Regions from separate parts of the Capra hircus genome. Here region 2 is linked to region 1. A link is a contact called in public Hi-C data. All regions are on one chromosome and are shown on one strand. Each heading gives the region's core, a stretch centred on a gene start, on an enhancer-like site or on the middle of the called end of the contact. The rest is flanking DNA. Distances are from core to core; before and after follow the strand shown.

Evidence for each region. A called contact is a pair of places that touch in the nucleus more often than the background predicts.
Region 2: a Hi-C map of liver shows a contact between it and region 1, with 8 times the contacts expected there. The contact joins two enhancer-like sites. A contact is called at or near these places in 4 of 5 Hi-C or Micro-C datasets (blood and liver).

Annotation. Positions count from the first base shown.
Region 1 is chr14:79,402,313-79,408,186 of ARS1.2, reverse strand. It overlaps SLC45A4 (solute carrier family 45 member 4), which reads left to right. Exons shown (of 9, transcript XM_018058641.1): 9 at 1-2,218. Among named protein-coding and RNA genes, the nearest start is that of DENND3, 56 kb to the right of the region's middle. Within about 2 kb of position 3,401, at least 2 of the 5 cell types and tissues checked have an H3K27ac peak or open chromatin away from gene starts, as enhancers often do.
Region 2 is chr14:79,500,900-79,506,773 of ARS1.2, reverse strand. No RefSeq gene overlaps it. Among named protein-coding and RNA genes, the nearest start is that of GPR20, 18 kb to the left of the region's middle. Within about 2 kb of position 2,288, at least 1 of the 5 cell types and tissues checked has an H3K27ac peak or open chromatin away from gene starts, as enhancers often do.

The DNA.
Region 1 (5,874 bases), core at 2,152-4,651:
AGTGAGCTGAAAATGTAGGGGTGTGGGGGAGAGCCCGAGTCAAGCTCTGCGATGAACCGGCCGGAAGGGCCGCACATCCTGGGCCCACCCTGTCCACAGCCCAGCCGGGGCTTGCTGTGTAGGAGCAAGCGGGGCCCCGGGGGTGCCAGCCTTAAACCTGGTCTGAAACAGCGAAGACATGGAAGGACGAGAACAACCCTGGAACGCGCTCGGGGCAGAGGCCCGCTGGGGAAGGGCGTCTGTCGGCGGCTGATGCAGAGAAGTGAGTGCGTGTGCAGCCGTCTCGAGTCCTGCAGGCCGCCAAGCCTTCTGCCTGTGTGTGACCGGGGTGTGTCTTACCGTGTGGATCTGGGAGGGCGGGTGCCTCGCGGCCCGGGTCAGGAGACAGCAGTTGTGGAGCCAGCCTCCACCTCTCGACTGGCGATGAGCTCTGTGGGGGGGTGTTGTGGAGTGAGTGCTTTTGCCTCAGCCCCATCCCCGCAGCGAGGTTATTTCCAGGTTGCACTGACCCGAGGCTCTGGCGTCACCTGGTGTCTTAAGCGGAGCAGGCTGTCCACGTGGTAGTGGCCGGCCGTGGCTGGGGGCTGTGGTTGGTTCCTAACGCTGTACCTCAGATAGTTGTGGGGGCCGCCGGCAGGCTGCTCCGGGAAGTGTGGCTTTGGCCCCTCATTGAAAGGTCCTCTGTCCGGTCTCCGGCCAAGGTGACCAGTGGGTGGTGCCACCCACAGGTGGGCTGGCCAGGTAGCCGATGCTGGAGTTGGCCTCGTGGGCCCTGGGGGTCATGGGCACCAGTCAGGGCTGGGTGCTGTGAACAGAGAGCTTGGTAGGGATTTGGCTGGTTGCCAGGTCATATCGATGGACTACCCAGATAGGGTGGCATGGATTTGGCATCTTTGGTTCCATAAAAAGTCAGCTCGGTGGAGACAGGCAGCACCCTGTCCCCCTTTTGCCAGCAGTCAGCGTTGGCAATGTTTCTGGGTGGGTGGAGGGCTGGCAGTGGGGTGTCCCTGCTGCTCCCCACTGTCCCTTGTGGGGGGCAGGCAGCGGCTGGGCCCTAAGAAGGTCATTGGCTCCAAGTAGTCCTCAGGTGTGTTTATTAAAGGCATGAGCGTGTGGGGAAGTAGCTCTCTGCCCCCCAGAACCCCAAAGTCGATCCTCTGAAGGGGCTGCCTGTGTGGTGTGTCTGAAGAACACTCCAGAAGGTCCCAGCCGTTCCCTCCTGTGGCCAAGGGTGTGGGCTGCTAGGGCCAGAGACAGCCACTCGGAGCGAGTCTGTCAAACACCACATTCATTGGACACAGAGCACCTTGAGCTGTTGGCTCACACCTGAGTCTCCGTCTCCGTTTGGCCACCCCTGCCCCGAGCACAGGCGAGGACCCTCCCGGAATGTTGCTATCAGTGACAGACACGCGACCGTTCACGCTCCATCTGCAAGCGGCTGCTTCTCAGACTCCCCATCCGTCTTCTGCCTGCTCCCCGGCCTGGGGGCTCAGGCTGGCCTGACGGGGCTGCCGGGGGCCCACTTCCTGAGCGCAGCTGCCCAGGGAGTGGTGTCCGCTCAGTGCGGCCCTCAAGCACGCAGCACGTCGGGGCCTCCGTCACTACCTCCTGGTGGGGAGCCGGCCCCTGCCATCCTGGCCCCTCACCCAGCCTGTCCCTGGGCGTGGCCGCCTCTGCTGGGCCCTCCCCCAGGCGACCAGGGGCACAGCTCTGTGTGCTGTGGACCAGGACTGTGTCTCGGTGGCAGAATGACCTGATGATTGGAAATGCCTCGTTACCAGAGGAACTCCCCAGGCATCTCGGAACAGGACTTAATTGGTTCCATTGTGAACTGGCCACAGGACAACATTTTTTTATCAACTTATTAAGTTGGAGCACTATAATAGCTCTTGCTGATTTTAGCAGTGATATAAGTGTGTGTTAAACACATAACATTTTATGAGGAAAAGGGATTATAAAGAGTAATATCGCACATTACTGAATTTTGTATCAGGTGGGCACAAGCAGCCTGGTGTTTGTGTGTCTCAGCGCCGAGCCCCCGGTCTCGGGGCTGCTCCTGGGGGCTGTGGCTGATGGCACTGTCTGCCCCCCCCCGCCCCCCCAACACGCACAAGGTCCTATCTGTAACGTGCTCACCTCCCGGTGTAGACCGGGCTCCCCCTACGTCTGTTTCGCTCTGTTACTCTGTGGTTGAAGCTTAATAAACCTTTCCCTGCCAGATGCCAGTGTGGGTGTCTCTGCTGTGTCCCCAGAGCTCCTCCCTTCGCCCCTGCCTCCCTGGAGCCTGAGGGCCCAGTGTGGGGAGGGCCTGCCAGTGGGTGTGGGCTCCTGGGGTGGTGCTCAGAGGCCCTCCCAGCTCCCAACCTGGGGCCCATGTCTGAGCCCCCAACACCCTCGGGGCCCCTGCCTCACCTGGCTCAGGTGTGGGCTCAGGCTGAGCCAGCAGGGGATGAGACCCACCTGGCATCCGGTGACCTGGCACAGCCCTTTCAGGCCAGACCCCGGGCTGGGCAAACATCTGGCAGACCTTCCTTCCCAAGGCCTGTCCTGGTAGGTGGGTGGTAGGGTCCTGACTACTGGTAAGCGAGCCTTCCAGGAAAGAGGGGAGCTCGGGAGCCACCCTGGTTACCACTTGCCAGCCAGAGGGGCCAGGCTGCCATCAGGCAGGAGATGGGTGCCACAGGGCCTGGGTGGGGCCGCGGGCAGCTGCCAGTCACCGCCAGCCTGACTTGGCAGTGGGGGTAGTGGAAGGGGAGGGGCTTGCCCAAGGTCACACAGGTGGTGAGATGTGATGCTGGAGGGGCTGATTTGATCAAAAGGGTCTGCTTGACCTGCACTGGAGGAGAGTGTGCATGCGTGTTAAGTCGTGTCTGACTGCAGCCCTCTGGACCGGTGCAACTCACCAGGCTCCTCTGTCCATGGGATTCTCCAGGCTAAGAAGGCTGGAGTGGATTGCCATTCCCTTCTCCAGGGGGATCTTCCCACCCTAGGGATCAAACCTGCATCTCTCATTTCTCCTGCACTGGCGAGCGGGTTCTTTACCGCTAGCCTCACGTGGGAAGCCCAGTGGGGAGCAGGGTGGCCCTTAATTGGGGTCAGCAGAAGCCGGCCCCAGGATGGGGGATGGGAGATGGGAGAAGGGGGTGCGGTCACCAAGGGGCCTATCAGGGCGATCCATCCTGGTCATCAAAGGGATGGAGGCTGGGAGGCCCCGGGGCCTAGTCCTGCGCTGTGCCATGAGCGCCCCGCGGGCGGAACCCGAGCACACCTCCCGGTCGGAGGGACCAAGGGGCTCCTGGGGACTAAAGGGGAACATTCATCGCGCCTCCTGCGGCTGCGCCGGCCGCGAGAGGCGGGCCCTCCCTGCGGGGCGGAGCTTGGAGTCCGGGCACCGCCCTCGTCCCCTTCGCGGCCGAGCGAGTTGGCAGCGCCCTCTGGCGTCCGCACGGGGTGCGCAGAACCCGCGAGACGGGGGCGGGCCGGGGGCGGCGCCGCACATCCTCACCCGGCCTCCCGCCCCGGGGGCCGCACCAGGCGCCGGCAGGAGGGTGCGCAGGCTCGAGGGGTATGTCACCGAAAACGAGCGCCTCGGACCCCGTCTCAACCCGCAAGCCTCCACATCTGTCCCACCGCTGTTAGTGCAGAGTCAATGTTTCGTTTGGGTTTTACAACTGAACCACCCCACATTTTGTGCTTTCCTGGTGGCTCAGCGGTTAAAGCATCTGCCCGCAATGCGGGAGACCTGGGTTCGATCCCTGGATCAGGAAGATCCCCTGGAGAAGGAAATGGCAACCCACTCCAGTATTCTTGCCATGGACAGAGGAGCCTGGTGGGCTACAGTGAACGGGGTCACAAAGAGTCGGACACAACTGAGCGACTTCACTTTAACATAGAGTTTGCAGTCTACATTTTTTGTTTACCAAAATACCTGTTCATCTTTCTTATTAGCACGGATTGGTCTACTACATTCTTTTAACAATATGGACAGAAGTTTTTGTGTGGGATGTTGTTTTCATTTTTATTGGAAAATCAGAGAAAATTGTATTTATATTTTGTCCATCTTGTCTATTATCACCTGTCTGTAACTCATCTGTCACTGTAAAAATTCACTGATTTGTGTTTCTGGTAGGTGTGCCTTAGGATTTTCCTGGAAGTGGGGGAAGAAAAAATTATTAGTGAAAAGAGTTGAATTCTTAGTGGGAAATCTCACATTTGGCTTCAAACTCTACAGAGAACACACTGGCATTAATTACAGACTTTTTAATCTGCTTCCCATTTGCACAGTTCTTTTTGCATCATTCTGTTCACATCATGCTTGGTTCTGCCAACAAAATTGAAAGATTGTATAATTATATATATTATATAGTTATATAACAATTATATATTATATAGTTATATAACAATTATATATATCATAGTTATATAACATATATAGTTATATAACAATTATATATATTATATAATTATATAACAATTATATATATTTGGCTGCACAGCACAGCACAGCACGTGAGATCTTAATTCCCCCACCAGGGATTAAACCTGTGCCCCCAGCAGTAGAAGCACAGAGTCCTAATCACTGGATTGCCAAGGAAGTCCCTGTATAATTTTTAGGTCAAGAAACTGAGCTCTGATACTAGAAGGTGGACACACAGTGTCTTTCCCAGGTGCTCAGAAATGATAGACACACACACAGATACACTCAAGGACAAGGCAGGACTCTTCCAGAGGTCCATAAACTACGAGGGAGCCTGGAAGGGTATGCAGTGGCGTCTCTGGTTTCCATCTGTGTTTCCTTAGATGCTAAGCCTCTTTTCCTGTGTTTGCAATTGATATATCTTCTTTGGTGAAATCTCTAACCTAGTTTTTTGTCCTATTTTTTGGTTGTTTTCCATGTTACTTTTGACTTCTCAGGATAGAATTCCTTTATCTGACATATAATTTGTAAAGATCTTCTCCCAATCTGTAAGAGAAAGAAGTCTACCTTATTTCTGATTTCAGAGTGAAAAACACTTTGTCTTCACCATTAAGTACCATGTCTGTGGGCTTTAGCTGCTCTTTATCCAGCTGAAGAAGTTTCCTTCTATTCCTAGTTTGCTGTGCGCTCTTAACATGAACGGCTATTGAATTATGTCAGATATTGTTTCTGAATCTATTGAGATGAACTTGTGTTTTCTCTTTTTGCATTTGCTAAGATGGCGAATCACATCAACTGCTCTTGAATACTAAGCCAACTTTGCATCCCTGTGCTGAATTTCCTTGACCATCAGGTAATGTCCTCTTTATGTACCGCTAGATTTGACTTTCTAAACTTTTTAAAAAGATTTTAATGTTTATGAGGGAAATTGGTATTTTTTTTCTTTGTAATATCTGTTATTTTGTAGCCAAGTAATATTAGTCTTATTAATGCGATAGGAAGCATTCACCTCTTCTATTTTCACGAAAAGAATGAGCAAATTTGCATTATTTATTCCTTTGTCATTTTTTAAAATTATGGATTAAATTTCTTTATTGTAAATAAGTCTATTCAGGTATCTATTTCTTCTTAGTCATGGTTGTTTATATCTCTTACATAAATTTTCCATTCCATCTAAGTTTAATGCCAAATTTACTGGCATCAAATTCAAAATATTCCCTAATTCTCTAACATCTGTAGAATCCGTAGTGATTTTCTTATTTTTTTAAAGTGGGTGAATTTACACAGTGACACGAGCAGGTCCAATGTTCTATGAACGTTCTGATATAGGCCTACTCCTAATACTCAATCTGCATGAAATGGTTTCTTCAGATAATTCTCTCCATGCCTTCCAGCTTACCCCTGATCCCCACTGATATGAATTCAGTTATCATGATTGTTTTTGTCTGGTTTGAACT
Region 2 (5,874 bases), core at 1,039-3,538, 100 kb before region 1:
ATGGGGTGGGTGCCACAGCCCAACCCTGGGGCAGGGGTAACATGGTGACCCACCTGCGTCAGGCCGCTCGGCCACACCGGCCTCTCCAGCCACGGGCAAGACACGCACCTCAGTTTCCTTCCCTTCTGCCAAAAGGTGTGTGCGTGTGTGTGCAGTATGTGTGTGTGCATTATCGTGTGTCTATGTGTGTCTGGATGTGTGTATCTGTGTGAATGCACGTTGTGCCCTTCTGTTTTGTCTTTGTGTACATATGCGTGTGTGTACTATGTGTGTGCTGTTGGGTGTCTGTGTGTGTGCACCTGTGTAAATGTATATGTGTTGTGTCCATATGTTTTGTCTATGTATACATGTGTACTTGTGTGTGTGTCCATTGTGTGTCTGTGTGTATATGTACATGTGTGTGCACTGTTGTGTCTGTATGCACGTATGAGTGTATCTGTGTGAGTGTATACGTGTGCTGTGTCCATATTTTTGTCTAAATACACACACGTAAGTGTGAATGTGCATTGTGTGTGTGTGATATGTATGTATCTCTTCCCACAGTACTCAGCAGTCCATAATTAGTGATTAAACTGAGCCAAGGGCTTCCCTTCTGGCTCAGCTGGTAATAAAGAATCCGCCTGCAATGCAGGAGCCTTGGGTTCGATCCCTGGGTCGGGAAGATCCCCTGGAGAAAGGAAAGGCTACCCATCCCAGTATTCTGGCCTCAAGAATTCCATGGACAGTAAAGTCCATGGGGTCGCAGGAGTCAGACATACCCATCCCAGTATTCTGGCCTCAAGAATTCCATGGACAGTAAAGTCCATGGGGTCGCAGGAGTCAGACATACCCATCCCAGTATTCTGGCCTCAAGAATTCCATGGACAGTAAAGTCCATGGGGTCGCAGGAGTCAGACATGACTGAGCGACTTTCACTTTCACCTTCATGGGAAAAGAAATAACGAAGACCTTTTGGGCTTCCCTGGTGACTCCGTAAAGAATCCGCCTGCAATGCGGAAGACCTGCGTTCCATCCCTGGGTTGGGAAGGTCCCCTGCAGGAGGGCATGGCAACCCACTCCAGTGTTCTTGCCTGGAGAATCCCCATGGAGCGAGGAGGCTAGCGGGCTGCAGTCCATGGGGTCACAAAGAGTCGGACACTCCTGAGTGACTAAGCACAGCACCAACCGAGCTAATGAAGGAAATGGGGCTTCCCTGAGGAAGACCCCAGCACACCCATTCATTTCCCTTCATTCCTTCACAGCGTCCCCTACCTTACTGTGCCAGGTGTGACCTGAGGGCCTCCCTCCCAACAGGACCCCTGCCCTCCCCTTCCACGTGCACGTGTGCACACACACATGTGTGCACATGCGCACACTGGTCACAGGGACTGAGACTCCTCCGTTCTCTCTCATCCCTCTGGGTTAAGCCCTGTCTTTGACACTCTGGCCTCAGGCAGGCAGGACTCCTGCGTTCTCCAAGCTGTCAATGATCTCGGTGGAGGCCTCCCAGGCTTGGCCCCAGCCCCTTCGGCGGATTCCCTGGGAGGGTCCATTGGATGGAGGCGTTTGGGGGCTGCGGCCACCAGGTGGCGCTGCTGGCCTGGGAGAGGCACCCGAGGTGTCTGCCGCCCGCCGGGACCTCCTGATCGCCTCTGCCATCTGATCCTTGGAGGGCAATCCTGGAAGGCTGCCTGGAGGAGCTACAGCTCCCTTATCCCCCGGGAAGAAGAGTGACACTGCCCCAGGAAGCCCCTGACCCCTTCAGCTATTCAAGGCAGCACCTCATTCCAGCCAGGGAAGAGGCTGGGTGGGGCAGTCAGGGACGGGAAGGAGCAGACAGTGAGCCAGCCCCTCTTGGTGGGCTTGGAACAAGGCCAACGACTCCATGACACATGGGAACGCTGGCATCTGTGGGCAGCTGGGGCTCCCCTGAGACCCTGCCTCCTCCTCCAGCATGCGATCCAGGGAAGCTGAGAGCCCCTCAAGGCCATATGCGGTCCCAAGGTTCAGAACCTCATTCACTGTCTCGTGAGCCCAGAGAGGGTCAGACAGCTGCCCCGAGTCACACAGCCTGGCAGTCGAGCAGAAGAGAATCGTGACCAAGGGCTGGGCTGTCCAGACAAGCAGCACTGGGCGTGTCTAAGCACAGTGCTGCCACCAGCCCCAAAGCCAGGCAGGGAGGAAGTAGGAAAGGACAGACAGGCGGACGCTAGGGACCGTGCCCTGGGTCTGAGTCTCTGCCTGGCCAGGCAGAGGGGACAGGCCCTGTACTGGGTGCAGAGCGCAGTGACCCTCGGCCCTGGCCCGACAGCTGGGTTGTGCCACTGCCCATGGCCCAACCTGCCCACAGCCCATCCACCCTGCGGCCCCTCGGGGCAGGCAGCCGCCCCCTCCCAGGCTCACTAAGGAGGGCAGCCCAACCCCCAGGGGTGGCTCAGGGCCTGGGTTCCTGGAGACAAGGTGTCAGGTGGACTAGCCTCTCCTGACATGCCTCATCGCGCTCTGGAGGAAGCTAGGGTCAGGGTTCCCGGGGCCAAGACCCTTGGAGAGCCTCACGGAACAAGGGCCGGCCTGTCCCTCCCTCGGACATGTATTCCCTCTTATTCTCCCAACTCCAGGACTGTCACCCGTCCCCAGAGCCCCTCGGGTCTCCCCGAATACCAGGCCTTTGCTGGGCCAGGGAGATGGAAATGACCCTGGAATCCTGAACCCTAACTCTTTATCCCAGAACCCCCACATCTTCCCGGCACCCTTTCTCCTTCACTGCCTTGGCTCCAGAACTTTTGTTCGCTCCCTCCTCCCTGCCTGTGGCCTCTGCCCACCCCAGCCTCTCACGGGAGTAGCCTCAGGCCTCAGTGCCTGCCAAGGACTCAAAGGGAATGAGAAGTGAGCGGCCAGGTGAGGGAGGCAAGAGAGGGAAGTCTGTGGGCCTGAAAAGTAGGCTTCTGGCTGGAGCACCGAGCCCTGGGCCTCCTGGGAAAATCCACCTTGCCTAGTGCCCCTGGTGGCTGCAGGCGACACACACTGGATCCCTGCTGCGCTCTTAGGATGGCATGTCCCCCACGCCTGGGAGGGGCCCTCCGGAGACAAGCTAGAGCCCACAGAGGGGATGCTGGAAGTGAGGAAGGGTGTTCAGAGGCCGCGAGTGAGAGCCAGCCCACAGGATGCAAGGCGAGAAGGGAATGGACAGGTGGGGTGGTCGGGGCCCACCCAGCCCTGAGCCAGACACACAGTGAGCTCTCCAGAAAGATCCGTGCTTGGAGGGGCCAGGATCAAATCCCAGATCCACCCTTTGGTTGCTATGTGACCTTTGGGCAGGGGAGTTGGCCTCTCTGAGCCTCATCGATAAAGCGGTCATACTCAGTTGAACTTCTCAGGTTGTTGGGATGAAAATGCAGGGAAGGGGACGAGAGGTTCAACCGACCTCCACTCTCAGGTTGATGGGAACAGTCCGCCAATGTGTCACTCACCGGGTACTTAGTGAGCACGTACTGTGCTGCCTGGTGTGGGGTGGACGAAGCCACAGGCCAAGGAGCCCACCGCCTGCTCCAGGGCGACGAGGTCCTGGCAGAGACCACAGCTGCCCTCCAGGGAGCTGGGGAGGCTCACCAGAGAAAAGGAGGTTTCTCTGGGTTTTGAGGGATGCATAGGCACTTGACCCTCAGAGAAGCAGGTGAGGGCCGGCCTCAGAGCGGTCGGGCAGCCACGCCGTGGTGGGAAACACGGGGTCAGAGGCCAGCGGCCTGGCGGGAGGCCCTCAGGCAGGTCACCCTCCTCCCCGGCTTCAATTCCCTCGTCTGTAAAATGAGGGGAGGAGCGCTGTCTTGAGATAACGGCTGTGGAAAGGGACAGGCGAATGCTGGTGTTCCCTGTTTAATATTCCATGTTCTTTTTTGAGGCCAGGGTTATTTCTGTGCACACTTGGCTATTTCCAGGCCAGAGCTCGCCCTTTCCCACAAATGATCCCCGCTTCCCAGGCTGCGGTAGGAGGGCTTCCAGGCAGGAGGACAACGAGGGAGCCGCAAGGGGCAGAAACAGTATCTGCCTGCCAACAGACCCCCCTGATGGGCAGGAGCCCAGGGTGCCTGGAAGCCAGTCTGAGAGCCCTGGATACTCAGTTCTAGATCCAAGCCCGCGCTTTCCAGCTGCAGGGGGTCCAAGGCCCACAGGATGTCGGGGGGGACGAGAGGAGTGACCGGCACCACGTGCGGCATCTTCTCCACCCCCACCCTCCCAGAAATCAGCCCACCATTGGCCGTCCCCAACCCAGAGGACAGCCCAGGGCGCTGACACCTGGAGGGCAGGTGGGCAAGGAGGGAGCGTGGGGGCCCTCCCTGCCCTCCAGCCAGGCTCTGTACCTGTGACCAAGGCGCCCGGGCACCCTGGGCAGCCTCCCCCAGCCTCTGCAAAGCCCCCATCCTCACCGCCTCTCCCCACCTCAGGAGCCTGCGGGACGGGGCGTCCACCCCAGCAGTCCACAGGCCCTGCCTCCATGTCGTGGCGCGGCATAGGATGGAGGGCAAGAAAGACCAGGGCCCCGAGGGAAGGAGGAGGCTGGGAAAGGCCTGTGGGCGTGAGAAGAGGGCGGGAGGCCAGGGAGGAGGCAAAGGTCAGCAGGAGATGTACAGTCTGCTGGAAGCGGGGACCAAGAGCCCTCATCCCAATTTGGGGGGTGGTCGCCACCCCAGGCTCTTGCAGGGACCCCAAGGCCCAGCCGGCTCGATTAGGATGTCTGCCATGGGGCTGGGGGTGGGGACAGGTGTCTACTCAGAACACTCTGGCTCCTGGACCCTCAGAAGCTTAGTGTTTGAGAGTCTTCAGGTCCAAGAGCTCTGAGTCTGTGGAACTGTGAAGTGAAGTCGCTCAGTCGTATCTGACTCTTTGCAACCCCATGGACTGTAGCCTACTACGCTCCTCGCTCCATGGGATTTTCCAGGCAAGAGTACTGGAATGGGTTGTCATTTCCTTCTCCAGAGGATCTTGACCCAGGGATCGAACCCAGGTCTCCCGCACTGTAGGCAGACGCTTTACGGTCTGAGCCACCAGGGAAGCCCCTTTGGGAATGTAGGATTTGCCAATTCTGGAACCTCAGGCAGGAAGGTTATCTGCAGGCCTCTCCTGTGCTCAAAAAGCCTGGAGGGACCTCCTACTTCCTGCCAACCCCACACCAGCCCAGCCTGGCCCCGCCCTGGGAACTGGGCAGGCCTGGGGCGGTGAGCCCTGGGGAACAGAGCACGGCCAGGACCCTGAAAAGTGGAGCTCAAACCCCAGCTTCAGCCGAATGTCCATCAACAGGGGAGCAGTTAAACAGCCACTTGGTGGAATATTATTCAACCATGAAAAGGAATGAGGCTCAGACACACACCGCTGCATGGATGGACCTGGGAAACACGCTACGTGCAAGCGGCCAGATGCACACAAGAATCATCCTGTGTGATGCCATTTATAGGAAATATCCAGAACAGGCAAATCCACAGAGACAGAGAGGAGATTAGCAACTGCCAGGGCCTAGAGGCTGGAAACAGGGAGGGGCTGCTTAATGGATCCAGGGCTTCCTTGTGGGGTGATGGGGCACTCTGGACTCAGAGGGAGGGGGTGGTTGCTCAACGTTGTGAATGTACCAGACACCACTGAATTGTACACTTTAACATGGTGATTTTATGTTGTGTGAATTTCACTTCAATTAAAAAAAAAAACACTATTAAAAACTCCTTATCTGAGAAGCAGGGAGAGCAACACCCTACAAGACCGTTGACAGGATTAACCAAAAGTACCATCTGTACCTTGTGTGACCCGCCCAGCACTGCCTGCAGCCAAGCCCAGTGCTCAGATCAGGCAGGCTGGGGTGAGTCAGCACAGGGAAGTGCAACCTCCCTGCTGGCCCCAGAGTCTCCA